Linked DNA regions of Ovis aries: region 1 is linked to region 2. The links are chromatin contacts, called in public Hi-C maps. All regions are on one chromosome and are shown on one strand. Each heading gives the region's core, a stretch centred on a gene start, on an enhancer-like site or on the middle of the called end of the contact. The rest is flanking DNA. Distances are from core to core; before and after follow the strand shown.

Region 1 (3,481 bases), core at 526-3,025, 42 kb after region 2:
AGTCTTCTCCAACACCACAGTTTGAAAGCATCGGTTCTTCAGCCCTCACCCTTCTTTACAGCCCAACTGCCACATGTGTGCGTGACTGCTAGAAAAACCATAGCTTTGGCTACACGGACCTTTGTCAACAATTGATGTCTCTGCTTTTTAACACTCTCTGGGTTCATCATAGCTCTCCTTTCAGGGAGCAAGTGTTTTTTAATTTCGTGGCTGCAGTCACCATCCATAATGACTTCGGAAAGTAAAGTCTGTCGCTGCTTCCACAGCTTCCCCATCTGTGTCCCGTGAAGTGATGGGGCCGGATGCCGTGGTCTTCATGTTTGAATGCTGGATTTTAAGCCAGTTTTTCCACTCGGCTTTCTCACCCTCATCAAGAGGCTCTTTAGTTCCTCTTCGCTTTCTGTCAGTAAATCAGTAAATATTTATCGTACACTTCCTGTGAGTTAGGAATGGAGGAGTGGGCCTGGTGGGCAGTTCTGGCTCAGGGCCTCCCAGGGTTGCAGCCAGGATTTCAGCTGGGCTGGGGTATCTGCTTCCAGCCACACCCAGCTGACACCTTGGTGCTGCTGTGTATGGTGGGGAGAGCTGAGGGGCGCGGGCTCAGTTCCCCTGTGGAGGCCTGTCTGTCCTCCCCGCATCATGGCTGCTCAGCTCTCCCCAGAGAGCACCTTTCCGTGATCTCTCCTCGGAAGACATTCAGCGCCGCTTCCACCCTGTTTCACTTGGCAAGCAAGTCACTGTATTCCCCGGGAGGAGAACCAGTCACTTGGAGGTTAGGGAAGTCGTCTGTTACATGGACTCACCTAATGGAATTGTAGCTGACACAGCTGTATTTGACTTTTTAAACTCTCTAAAATAGAATAGAGATTTCAGTGAGATGTTGGAAACTTAATATCTGCTGCCTTGAGTGGATACCACATGGTCTTCCCTTGTGGCTCAGCTGGTAAAGAATCCGCCTGCAGTGTGGGAGACCTGGTTTCGATCCCTGGGTTGGGACGATCGCCTGGAGAAAGGAAAGGCTACCCATTCCAGTATCCTGGCCTGGAGAATTCCATGGACTGTATCGTTGAACACAGAGTTGAACACGACTGAGCGACTTTTACTGTGTTTGTAATCTATTTATAAATACTGACATCGTGGATTATTCTGATGGAGCTGTAACGTTCAGTGCTCCTGTCTCCTGTAACTATTTCATCGCAGTGTCTGTTTAACATAATGTCACTTGCCTTCAGTTCAGTGCAGCCACTCAGCTGTGCCCGACTCTTTGCGACCCCACGGACTGTGGCGTGCCGACCTCCCTGTCCATCACCAGCTCCCACAGCTTGCCGGCCGCGTGTGCATCGAGTCGGTGACACTGTCCACCCATCTCGTCCTCCGTCGTCGTCACTTGTCTTAAAATGTGCTGATGATTCTTAGGGCTCTGACTCTTCCATGTGTGAATTTATGTGGCTAAGCTTTAAAGCTGTAGTGCTTTTTATGTGAAGTGTACCACATTTTAATGCCTGCTGACTAGATCTCCAAGGCTCAGCAGAGCTATAAAACGACACAACTCTAGTAAACTACCAGCAGTGCGGCCTCACGGGCTGAGCCCACACGGTGATGCTCAGAGGGCTGCCTGGTGGCCTGCGCACCCCCGCTGGCAGGAGGGCTCTGCTTGCCCTTTGCAGCATGGGCTTCCTTTGCGCCTTCTGTCTTCGCTGTCTCATCTCCAGATAGCAGTCTGCACTCCTCACGCCCACAACCCCTGAGCTCTTTACCCAGCAGAGCCTGAAGGGAGGGGCCGTGGCCACTGGAACTGGTTCTCAGGGTTGGAACTTGTCCCTCGGTTGCACACACGCAGGTCCATAGTCCACTTACGGGCGGGATCAGTGCTCTTTGTAAAGGACACTGCACAGAGCTTCTGGCCCCTTCAGTTGGGTTGGCCAAAAGGCTCATTTGAATTTTTCCTTAATATCATATTGAAAACGCAGAGAACTTTTGGTCAGCCTAATACAGTGTGAGAGTATGGTGAGACCTCTGCATATCAAGAGCAGAGTCCTCACTCGACCGTGCTGGCGCCCTCGTCTCAGACTTGCAGCCTCCAGAACTGTGAGGAACAGGTGTCTGCGGCCTGTGAGCTGCCCAGTCTGTGAAGCAGTGTTTGCTGGTTTTAGCAGCTCACGTATAAGACAACCCCTCTGCTTTCTTTAAAGGTTTTTTTAGTTTTAGTTCTCGCATCTAGGTCTCCACTCCATTTAGAGTTGATTTCTGTCTGTGGTGTGAGGTGAGGGTCCAGCTCCATCCGGCCGCGTGTGGCTGTCCGGTCGTCCCAGCAGCCTTCCTCGAGAAGACTGTCCTTTCCCCGCTAAGCGGTCTTGCCCCTCTTGTGGAGCACCAGCTCGCCGTAGAAATGGGGGTGTTTCCAGACTCCCCTCTGCTCTGTTTCACTGGTCCGTATCTCTTTGTGCCAGCACCACACCCCACACCGACTTGGTTACTTGCTTTGCAATAAATTTTTCAGATGGGCACCGTGGTTCCTGTCACTCTGTCCTTCTTTTGCAAGATTTTCTTGGTTTTTCTGATTCCCTTGCATTTCTACATGAATTTTAGGATCAGCTTGTCAGTTCCTACAAAGAAAAGTCTGGGTTTCTGACAGAGATGGTGTTGAATCTTTACATCAACTCTGAGTGTATTGCCATCTTAACAGTATCTTGTCTCCTGATCCACGAACATGTGATATTTTCCTGTCTGTTTGAATTAAAACTTCCAGCAAAGTGTTCTAGAGTGTAAGTTTGCCTCTCGTTTGTTAAGTTTATCGCTAAGTATCTTATGTTGATGGCACTGTGAGTGGACGTGTTGGTTTTAGTTTTTTCTTTCTTCTGGCCGTGCCAAGTCTCCCTTGCTGCGAGGGCTTTCCTGTAGCTGCGGCGAGTGGAGGCTGCCCTCCAGCTGGGGTGTGCAGGCTCCTCGCTGCGGTGGCCTCTCGTTGCCGGGCACCGACTTTCTGGCCTGCGGGCTTCAGTATTTGCGGATCCCGGGTTCTGTAGGTGTGGCTTAGTTGTCCTGCGGCGTGTGGGATCTTCCCGGAACAGGGGTCGAACGCCTGTCTCCTGCGTTGGCGGGTGGCGTCTAACCACTGCACCACCAGGGAAGCCCTGGAGATGGTTTCTTAATTTCTTTTTTGGAATGTTCATTGGAAATACATACAATTGGTTTTATTGTATATTTTATAAATTAAGCTTGTATTCTTCTACTTTCTGACCTTGTTAATTAATTCTAGTGGTTTTTTAGATTGGATTCCTTAGGATTTTCTGTATATACGATTGTGTCATCTGCAGATAGAGAGAGTTTTACTTCTTTGCTGCTGTGTGCCTTTTATTTAATTTTCTTGCCTACCTTCCCCAGCCGGAGCCTCAAATACTGTGTTGAAGAGAAGGGGTGAGCCAGAGACTCTTGTTTTGTTCCTGATATTAGAGGCCTGCTAAGTGAATAGGGATTTTGT
Region 2 (3,319 bases), core at 429-2,928:
GAACTCAGGTCTGGTGGGCCAGGCCGCACGGGAGGCTCCTTTCCCAGCAGTAGAGCCAGGGCTGGAGCTGAGGCGGGCGGGATGGGGTGGGAGGAGCAGACACCAGCCACAGGGCGGGTCAGCTCCTGGGTGTGGGGTTGGCCCGGTGCCCGCTGGAGGAGGCACACTGCTGGCCAGGCAGCACGCCTTGCTTCCCCACCACCTCCCGGTGCTGGCCTTGGCATCAGTGCTCTGAGGGGTCTTGTGTGGGCCTGCCCGGGAGCCCCTCACCCACACGGTGGTCCTCAAACCTCATACTTGTTCTGGGTACACTTTGAGAAACACAGGCAGAGTCTCACAACAGCCCAGGAGGGTAGGTTGGCACCTGTTGATCCCCTTTTTCCTGATACGGAAACGACATGGGACAGCTAAGGAACATGTTAAAGGTCACACGTCACAAGCACTTAACCACAGCCTTGCTGGGGTCACCATGCTGACTTGCAGCTGGGGTTGGGTTACAGGGTCTAGGAAGGCCTGAGGAGAAGGGGCCCCACCCTGCCTTCTCTGCCCAGATGCCCACTGCCTTCTAGATCCTCCCGTACCCAGTCTCTGTCCTTCCAATCCGGCCCACTCATAGTTCTCCAGACTCCTGGTAGTGAATCTTAGTTCCTGGGCCGGGCACAGGCCGTGTGCCCACCCGGAGGTCAGGTGGGCAGGGCTCCAGTGGGGCTTCTGAGGGCTCTTCCAAAAAAGGTTATATTATGCTTCACAACTGCGTTGATATAAAGATGAACATATTCATGTTACATATTAAAACGTTTTCTTTGACCTAAACGTTCTTTATCTTTCGGTGTTAAAATACTTCCAGGGAATTCCATGGCGGTCCGGTGCTTAGGACTCCCCACTTCCATGGCCGGGGACGTGGTGGGTCCCCGGTCGGGGAAGTAGTATCCCACAAGCTGTGTAGAACGGCCCCCAGTTTTCTCCTTTGGCCTCTAGGGTGGCAGAGAAGCGGCCCCCCGAAGGCGTCCGGGTCCTGGGCCCTGGAACTGTGCTGCTCTTAGATGACCTGGTGACGAGGAGCCAGGGCTGCAGGCTGAATTAGGGCTGGTCATCTGACTTTAGAACAGATAACCCTGGGTCATCTGGGTGGCCCAAAGTCATCACAAGGGTCTTCTTGGCTCTGAAGGTAGGGGACCATGAGCTAAAAGAGGCGGGGCAGTTAGAAGCTGAAAAAGGAGGGAAAACAGACTCTCCTCTAGAGTCCCCAGAAGGGAAGGGCACCCTGATGACCGTTGAACGTAGGCCGTTGAGACCCTGCAGGCTTCCGACCTCCAGGCCTGCAGATACTAAGTGTGTCTCAGTTTGTGGCAGTACGAAATTAAGGGTCCCTGAAAGGGTCGTGAGCCCCGGGCAGTGTCGGGTGGCACCCCCGCTCCACAGCCGCTGACCCGCTCTCGACTGTGCAAGCTGCCGAGTGTCTGGGCGCCCCCGAGGAAGGGGTTGCTTTGTCCACCTACCGGGCCGCCGCGGGCGGAGGAGACGCGCGCCCTGCGGCGGCGGCCGCCAGGACGGCCGCCAGGGGGCAGCAGAGGCTGGCCCCGCCGGCCCGTGCCCGACTGCGCCTGCGCCGCGGCCGCACGGGAAGTGGGCGGGGCCGGCCGGAGACGGAGTGGGCGGGGCCGGACGGACGGGAAGTGGGCGGGGCCGGACGGAGCGGCGGGCAGGCGGGCAGGCGGACGCCGAGCGGCCGAGCGGCGGAGGGTGAGGCCGGCAGGGATCGTGGGGCGCGGGGCGCGGGGCAGGGTGCTAACGGCAGGGGTGCGCCGGCGCGGGCAGAAGGGCAGGCTGGGGGGTCGCCAGGGGCTGGGGGCCGCGAGGGGCTGGGGGCTGCAGATCGGGGCCCCGGGGCGGGCCTGGGGGCTGCGCGCCCGGGGGTGCGGCGGGGAGCTCCGGGCCGAGCCGGGGCGCGCGGTGAGGGGCCGAGGCGCAACGCGCCCGCTTGCCCGGGGTCCCGCGCTCCCCTCCGCACCCTGGCCCAAACCCCTACGCCAGCAAGCCCCCCGCACCTCTGCCGGGCCGCAGCTGCGCCCCGGCGGCCCCCGATCCCGGCCCGGCCCCGAGTGTATCCCAGTGTTTCCGTTTCCAGCCAGCCCTCGGGCTGCGTGCAGCGGCGTTAGCCAGACGCGTGTACGATGGAACCTCAGGCGCAGGCCCCGCGCTGCAGCTGTGCGGCTTCAGGCGGGCCCCTCAGCCTCTCTGTGCAGCAGGGGAGTGGCAGCTGGCCGTGGTAGGGGTCTTCGTACCAGGCCTAACAGCACCAGGCCCTCCCGACAGTGCTGGGCCCCGCCCCGCAGCCTGGCACCCAGCGGGGACACGTGCTGAGTGACACACGTCCTCTTGACATACCCTGGGGCAGGCTCCGAGGGCGAGTTGTGCCCCCCGGGGCGCTGGCCGTAGAACTGGAGGCTCATTTCAGCCTTTCCTACCATATCCGGCCGATGGTCACAATCAAGTCTTTTTCCCCTGCCGCTGAACTGGAAATGACAAAGGCCGGGATGACCCCACCTGATTCCGGCCTGGCCGTTTCCTGCCTGTGCAGCCTCCGTGGGGGTTTGCTGGCCCGCCCAGAGCCTGTGTCTTCACTGCAGAGCGGCTGAGTCCAGGCTTGTAGTCAGCACAGTCATGAGAGGTAAACAGGACGCAGACAGCTAGGCCGACCTCCGCAGGCTCATTCCTAGAATTCCTTTCTAATGTGGCCCGGAGCCAGCACTGTCTGTAGGACCTGTCTGCTGCCCACCGCGTTCCACCGAGTGTCTTGGCTTCCTCTTTTCAGGGGCCAGGGCCAGGCCTCAGGCTGCACCTGCAGAGGGTGTTGGGAGGAAGCTGATACCCGCCTCTCTGCCCTCATGTTGCCAGCAGCTGTGTTCAAAGGGGCCTCGCATAGAGGGTGCTGTTACATCCGGAGACCGGGTCGGGGCGGGGGGCAGGTTACAATCTCATGAGAAGTCAACCCCTGAGAGCGGTGTTTGCACAGCGTGAGTGTGCCCAGCGCGGCACAACCGCACGCTTGAGACGAGTGGAAGGATGCGCTGTCCGTCGCGTGTCGCCCTTTGGTCGCTCAGTCGTGTCTGACTCCTGCTGACCCCACGGACTGTCGCCCGCCAGGCTCCTCTGCCCACGGGGATTCCCCAGGCAAGAATACTGCAGTGGGTTGCTATTTCCTTTTCCAAGGGATCTTCCCAACACAGGGATGGAACCCTCATCCCTGGCATTGACAGGTGGGTTCTTTACCACTGAGCCATCAGGGAAGCACACTGAAAATGAATGAGGTGATAAA

The links. A called contact is a pair of places that touch in the nucleus more often than the background predicts.
Region 1: a Hi-C map of liver shows a contact between it and region 2, with 2.2 times the contacts expected there. The contact joins the enhancer-like site here to the promoter of PPM1F in region 2. A contact is called at or near these places in 4 of 16 Hi-C or Micro-C datasets (blood, hypothalamus, liver and 1 more).

The regions. Positions count from the first base shown.
Region 1 is chr17:72,049,631-72,053,111 of ARS-UI_Ramb_v3.0, forward strand. All of the region lies in intron 2 of MAPK1 (mitogen-activated protein kinase 1), which reads left to right. Among named protein-coding and RNA genes, the nearest start is that of MAPK1, 16 kb to the left of the region's middle. Within about 2 kb of position 1,776, at least 5 of the 54 cell types and tissues checked have an H3K27ac peak or open chromatin away from gene starts, as enhancers often do. A contact at or near this core is called in liver, where this site is marked.
Region 2 is chr17:72,007,365-72,010,683 of ARS-UI_Ramb_v3.0, forward strand. It overlaps PPM1F (protein phosphatase, Mg2+/Mn2+ dependent 1F), which reads left to right and starts at 1,679. Exons shown (of 8, transcript XM_027956865.3): 1 at 1,679-1,743. It overlaps TOP3B (DNA topoisomerase III beta), which reads left to right. Exons shown (of 18, transcript XM_042234176.2): 18 at 1-813.